Regions from separate parts of the Callithrix jacchus genome. Here region 1 is linked to region 2. Evidence: chromatin contacts called from public Hi-C data. All regions are on one chromosome and are shown on one strand. The core of a region is the stretch at or near the end of the contact, and the rest is flanking DNA. Distances in the headings are between cores, read along the strand shown.

Region 1 (2,700 bases), core at 57-2,556, 130 kb after region 2:
GGATCTTAATCCATGGGGAAAATATCCCCACCCATCCATACCTAGAGTAGCCCTCTCTTTCAACAGTCTTTGATACATAACACTGGTTTAGAGGCACTTGCCTGAAGGGAAAAGACTGGGGGTTTCAGACAGAGAAAGAAACACACAAAGACAGGCCACAGAGACTAAGCAAAGACAAAAAGATCTTAGACAAGGGAGAGAGAATAACAGAAACAGGTGCAGAGAGGGAACAACTGTGGGAGGCAGGGACAGAAAAACCAAGTCAGAGAGACTTAAAACGCACACAGCTGGAGATAAAGAGATAAAAGGGTTGGGCCAGAATGATCATCTTGAAGTTTCTACTCAGCTTTCATGTTTTCGATAGAGATAATGCCAGCGAGAGGGGAAGACGAGGCCCAGGCGGGAGGATAAAGAAAGAAAGGAAGTTAGTAGAGGCGGAGGCAGACAGCCAAGCGTGCCTGGCCGGGAAGCCTCGTCCTACCCGGGTCTCACCCATAGGGCTGGGCTCCCATGCCCACTCTCCGCTCCTACCCTACGTCCAGCCACCCTCTTCCTCCACTCGCACTTAAAGATCTCCAAACCACTTGCAAGTCAAATCCTCTCTCGCCAACATCCTCCGTGAAGCATCCTCGCTGCTCCACCCCACACTCAGCTCTTCCCCTTTCGACTCCTAAAGCCACACCCAAATCCCCTAAAGACAGTGCAGGGCTGTTTTAGAGTTTGCACTTGGCTCCCGTGAAAGAACTGTGTGCTTGGCAGGGCTCCAGACCCTACCTCCTATATTCCAGTATTCTTCATGACACCAGCCCAGTGCTGGGTCTTCCTAAGTGCTGAGTACTTGGGGCCTCAGGGGCCCTAAAGTGCACGCGGAGACACTGGCCGTCCCCTGGTCAGTTTCGGCAGGCGGGCCACGCTGAGGCCATCTCCTGGGCTCCCGCGCCCTCTGCCGGCCAGGAGGGGACCCGCACGCGGGACAGTCTGCGACCCGAAGGGCGGTCTTACTGCTGGAAGACGGGCGCGGACGTCCCGGGCACCGTCAGAGGGTTCAGGGAAGGCTGGTGGGCACGGCCAGGAACAGCTGCTGTGTTCTTCTTAGGTGTGGGGGACAACCCCTCTCGCCCCCACACCTCCCCGGCCCTGCCCGTGGCGGCGCTCAGAGCTTCTCGTCCATCTCCAGGCCCTGGTTATCCTGAGCGCCCCCGCGCTGGGGGCCAGGGCTGCCTCCCTGTGTCCCGTTCAGGTAGTTCTGGATGGCGGAGGCGCAGTCCAGCCGTTCCATAACAGTCATGAGGTAGTGCAACTCCTGCAGGCTGCCGTTCTGCTCCTCAAACAACTCCAGGATGGCCGCTGCGGGGCTGCGCTGGCAGGACAGGAACCTGGGCGGAGGCAGGGGAAGAGGAGAAGGAGAAAGGAGCAGGGAGGGGCTCCTCCCCTCCTCCAGGCTCCCTGGGCTGCGCTGCGGCGAGCTCCGTCCCTCCCCCACCCTGTAGCTTTGGTCCTGGTCCTGCTCTTGCCTGCCTTCCAGGGGAAGCCTCAGAACTTTGAAACTTGAGATTATCCGGGCTTGGAGGCTAACCTCTGAGCCCTACTCCTCTCTAGACCTCAGTTTCCTCTTACGAAGCTGTGGACTTAGATAGAGGACCTTTAAGTTTGCTCCAGCTCTGATGTTCTGTAATTAATTGCCTTCTCTACCTCCCCCACCCCAAATACACCCCTAGCCTCCTAATTCCCTTCTTCCTCTCTCCTAGGCCACAACATCCTGCCCACTACTAAGGAAACACTTGCCCTAAACCATGGCTTTTTATCACCATCCTCCAGTGCACAAAAACCTCCCAGAGTCTCCATGCTTCATGAGCCTTTTCGGCTCATTCACCACCTGGCCTTGTGCTCTCTTTCTGCTTTCTCTCCCTTCTCCCATTCTCTCCCTTAGCTCAGGCCTCTCTCTTTCCCGCCTTGCACACACTACACCCCAAAACTGCTGCTCCCCAAAACAGAATGGCTGATCTCCTCTTCCCCATCACTTCCTCCCGGAAGCCCTTTGTAGTTCCCCCCTCCCAGGTGGAAGAGACCATTCTGCACCCCTCAGTTCAGACTTCTGGTCATAACCCCACAGTTCATTATTATTCTTGCTTCCGCTGTTTTCTGTCTCTCTTCAGTGTTATACAATAACGGATTCTTATAAGAAGGCACAAGGGACACTTGCCATTATTTTTCAAGCTCTCTGAACCCCTTACTAGTGTGTGTGCTCCTAGGAGCTGGGACTATGCCTCATTCATCTTGTATCTCAGTGCTTAGCAGTTTCCAGGGCATAGTAGGTACTTGATAAATGCTTAAATAAATGAATGATTTAAAAATCCACCCTGTTTTCAGGGTCCAGCTAAGCCCATCAGCTGGATAAAGACTTCCCTGACCACTGCACTCACAGTCTAGTTTTCAGAGCTTAGCTCAGAAATATTCTGCTGCTTTCTTTGTGATGTCCCTGACAGGGATCATGACTGCACCGTCACCCTCCTTGCTAACATTTATTGAATTAACATGTGCCAGGCACCCAGCTACATGCTTTACACACATTATCCTATAATCTGCCTTTCTAATCCTCAGGGCACAGCATGGCAAGCACGCAACACATACCCAATGACTTTCATGTTAATGGATTCATTGTTAAATGTGAATTGAGCACCCACTATACACCAGACATCG
Region 2 (2,938 bases), core at 9-2,508:
GAGACATCACTGACACACCAAGCATGGCCCTTCCTGGCACCACTGAGCTGTGATGTCTACAGCCCCTAAAGACCACAGCCCTGGACTTCTTTCTTATTTTTGATGAGCTAAGGAATGTCCGCATTGTTTTGTCAGAGGTGTTTAAACCAGAGCAACTCCATCTCGAATAGGGGCTGGATAAAATAAGGCTGAGACCTTCTGGGCCGTATTCCCAGATGGTTTGGCATTCTAAGTCATAGGATGAGATAGGAGGTCGGCCACACGAGATACAGGTCATAAAGACCTTGCTTATAAAACTTGCAGTAAAGAAATTGGCTAAATCCCACCAAAACCAAGATGGCAAAGAGAGTGACCTTTGGTGGTCTTCACTGCTATACTCCTACCAGTGCCATGACAGCTTATAAATGCGAAGGCAACATCAGGAAGTTACCCTATGTGATCTGAAAAGGGGAGGCATGAATAGTCCACCTCGTTAGCACATAATCAATAAGTAACCATTAAAATGGGCAATCAACAGTCCTTGGGGCTGCTCTGCCTATGGAGTAGCCTTTCTTTATTCTTTTACTTTCTTAATAAACTTGCTTTCACTTTATGGATTTGCCTCAAATTATTTCTCACACAAGATCCAAGAACCCACTCTTGGGGTCTGGATCGGGACCCCTTTCCGGTAAGAGTTTAGGCCACTACTGGCTGAGTATTGTTACTTGCAGCCAAACCCATATACCCATCCAATGCCTGGAACAGTGCCTGGCACATAGTAGGCCCTTCCTAAAGGGCTGTTTAATGAAGGAAATGGAAAACCATGTAAGCATATGTGGGAAAACAGGATAAACTCAAGGCACTACATGAATAAGAAGAAAGATTCATTTTCTTGAGCCTCAGTTTCCTTATTGAGGGGGCTGGGCTCAGTGGGTTCATTTAGGCTCCCACTTTCTCTATTTTGAGTAGAAGAAAAGATGAAGTTTCAGGTGTGCAGGACTGACAGTAAACGTTATGGGAGAAGAGACCCTGGGAATCCCTCACAACTGCTCACTGTTTATCCTTGGCAAGCCCAGGGAGTCTGTCAAAGGACATCACTTTCTGCAGGAAGGTTCAAAGACACATATCTAAATAGAACAGAGTCTGATAAGGGACTCGCCCAGGGGCCAGCCTCTAAAACAAAGAACTGCAAAGACCTCTCCTCTCTCGGCCTTTGATTTAACTCAGTAAAATCTGGAAGCATCAGAATGACTTTCTTTGTTCATTGTAGACTCCTGAGGCCGCCCAGAGGCCTGCCTGTTTTTCCACCACAGGCAGCTGGCAGTAACTCAGCAAGGCACACTCCTTGCTCTACTCAGCCACTCAGATAAGGCCACTAGAGTTACTCATGAGTCCAGGGGCATTGGAGCAGGATCTCATGCACCTGATGCTGCAGGCCAGACCTTGGCCAAGTGACAAGGACCTCTGAGTCCTACTCTGAGGCTCCCCTAGCTGCCCTTTGTTGTCCTTCATCCTTTGTGGAACCTTTAGGAAATTATACGTTACTTCAATGGTCACTTCAATTTCCCAACTAAAAGTCTACGTTCTGCACTCAGAAACATCTTAGTCAATTGAACTGAAGCCTTTCTCAGGCCTGTTGCTAACTAAATCTCATCTCCCCTAAGATGCCTTTGATGTGTTCATCTTGCAAGCTTTGTACCAGTTTTTAACCCTTGTTTTGCACTGCGTATCCCTTATATTACTTAAATTTTACCTGTTTTCTAGTTCCCAACTAGACTGTAAATCCCTAAAAGACAGAGCCCACATCTTTCATCCATACTTAGGATTCAATTATTCATTCATTCATTTATTCAACAAATATCTATTAAGTACTGAGCTTTGTGGTAGGTCTGAGCTGTCAAAAATGAGTAAGACATGACCCCTACTTTCAAGATCTTAAAGTCTGTTTCAGAGAGATAGACTGTACAAGCAGATAGTTAGGTCCGCTCCTCATCTTCATCCTGGGGTTCATGTTCCAAGTGTCACAACCCTGCTCAGCCTTTATTTGAGCTGCAACTCTTTGTAACTGTGTTTCTTGTAATCAAGAGAAACCAATTACGGCATCCTCGAGGGTAAGAAATGCTTATACTGACTCTTAAAGGATCAGTATAAGGGAATTGAGGGCACAGGGAGGATATTCCTGGCAGAGGGCACAGCACGAGCAACAGCATGGAGGCCAAGAACAGCTTGTTATGGGCAATGCCAAACACATGTGCATTCATTTCTATTTTTGATCCTTCATTGTGGAATGAAAGGCTTTGTCCACAGTAAAGCAATCCCAAACACCAAAAGGCTGATAAAGGAGGTATTCTGGGACTTGCATAGGGAGTAAAGTCCCTTCCCTGAGCCTACAAAATTACACTGGGTAAGCAGCTGTCTCCAAACGCCATTGCTTAAAACCAATCCTGCTGATTCATAGCCGCTTCTTTCGTGGCCAAAGATGCACAAGAAAGAGAAGCAGCAGCCCAATTGCAATGGCCAAAGTCCTGGGAATGAGAGAAATGTCTCCAAAGAGGGAATGGCGAGGGTGAAAGGGACTCTAAAAGAGTACTTCATCCAGCTGAGTGCTGAGGGCCTCACACCAAGATGGGAGAAATACAGAACCAGAATCTAGCCTTCCATCCATCCCTGGAAAATCCCATGGAAGGTATTTCCTTCTCTACAGAGAAATACCATTTCCCCTGCAATTTGGAACTTACACATAAGAGGAATACAGACTCCCAAAGTTTAGGAGTATGGGGAATATTAATGTGATACAAGGCTGGGTTCAATCTACCCTTTAGCTTCCCAGAAAAGGCTGGCTGGAGCATACAGAGGCAATGACGCATGCTCTAAAAAAAATCCAGAGCATCTAAACAAGGCAATGTTATCCCCTTTCCTCTGCCATGGCTCTGCTGGGCTCCAGCTAGCTCTTCCTCTC

Evidence for each region. Hi-C and Micro-C count contacts between places; a contact is called where the count stands out from the background.
Region 1: a contact with region 2 is called in a Hi-C map of skeletal muscle, with 6 times the contacts expected there. The contact joins two enhancer-like sites. A contact is called at or near these places in 3 of 3 Hi-C or Micro-C datasets (induced pluripotent stem cells and skeletal muscle).

Annotation. Positions count from the first base shown.
Region 1 is chr4:49,515,350-49,518,049 of calJac240_pri, forward strand. UNC5CL (unc-5 family C-terminal like) reads right to left here. Exons shown (of 9, transcript XM_008994385.5): 9 at 1-1,376. The coding sequence ends at 1,154. Among named protein-coding and RNA genes, the nearest start is that of UNC5CL, 10 kb to the right of the region's middle. Within about 2 kb of position 1,307, at least 7 of the 16 cell types and tissues checked have an H3K27ac peak or open chromatin away from gene starts, as enhancers often do. A contact at or near this core is called in skeletal muscle, where this site is marked.
Region 2 is chr4:49,380,908-49,383,845 of calJac240_pri, forward strand. No RefSeq gene overlaps it. Among named protein-coding and RNA genes, the nearest start is that of UNC5CL, 140 kb to the right of the region's middle. Within about 2 kb of position 1,259, at least 5 of the 16 cell types and tissues checked have an H3K27ac peak or open chromatin away from gene starts, as enhancers often do. A contact at or near this core is called in skeletal muscle, where this site is marked.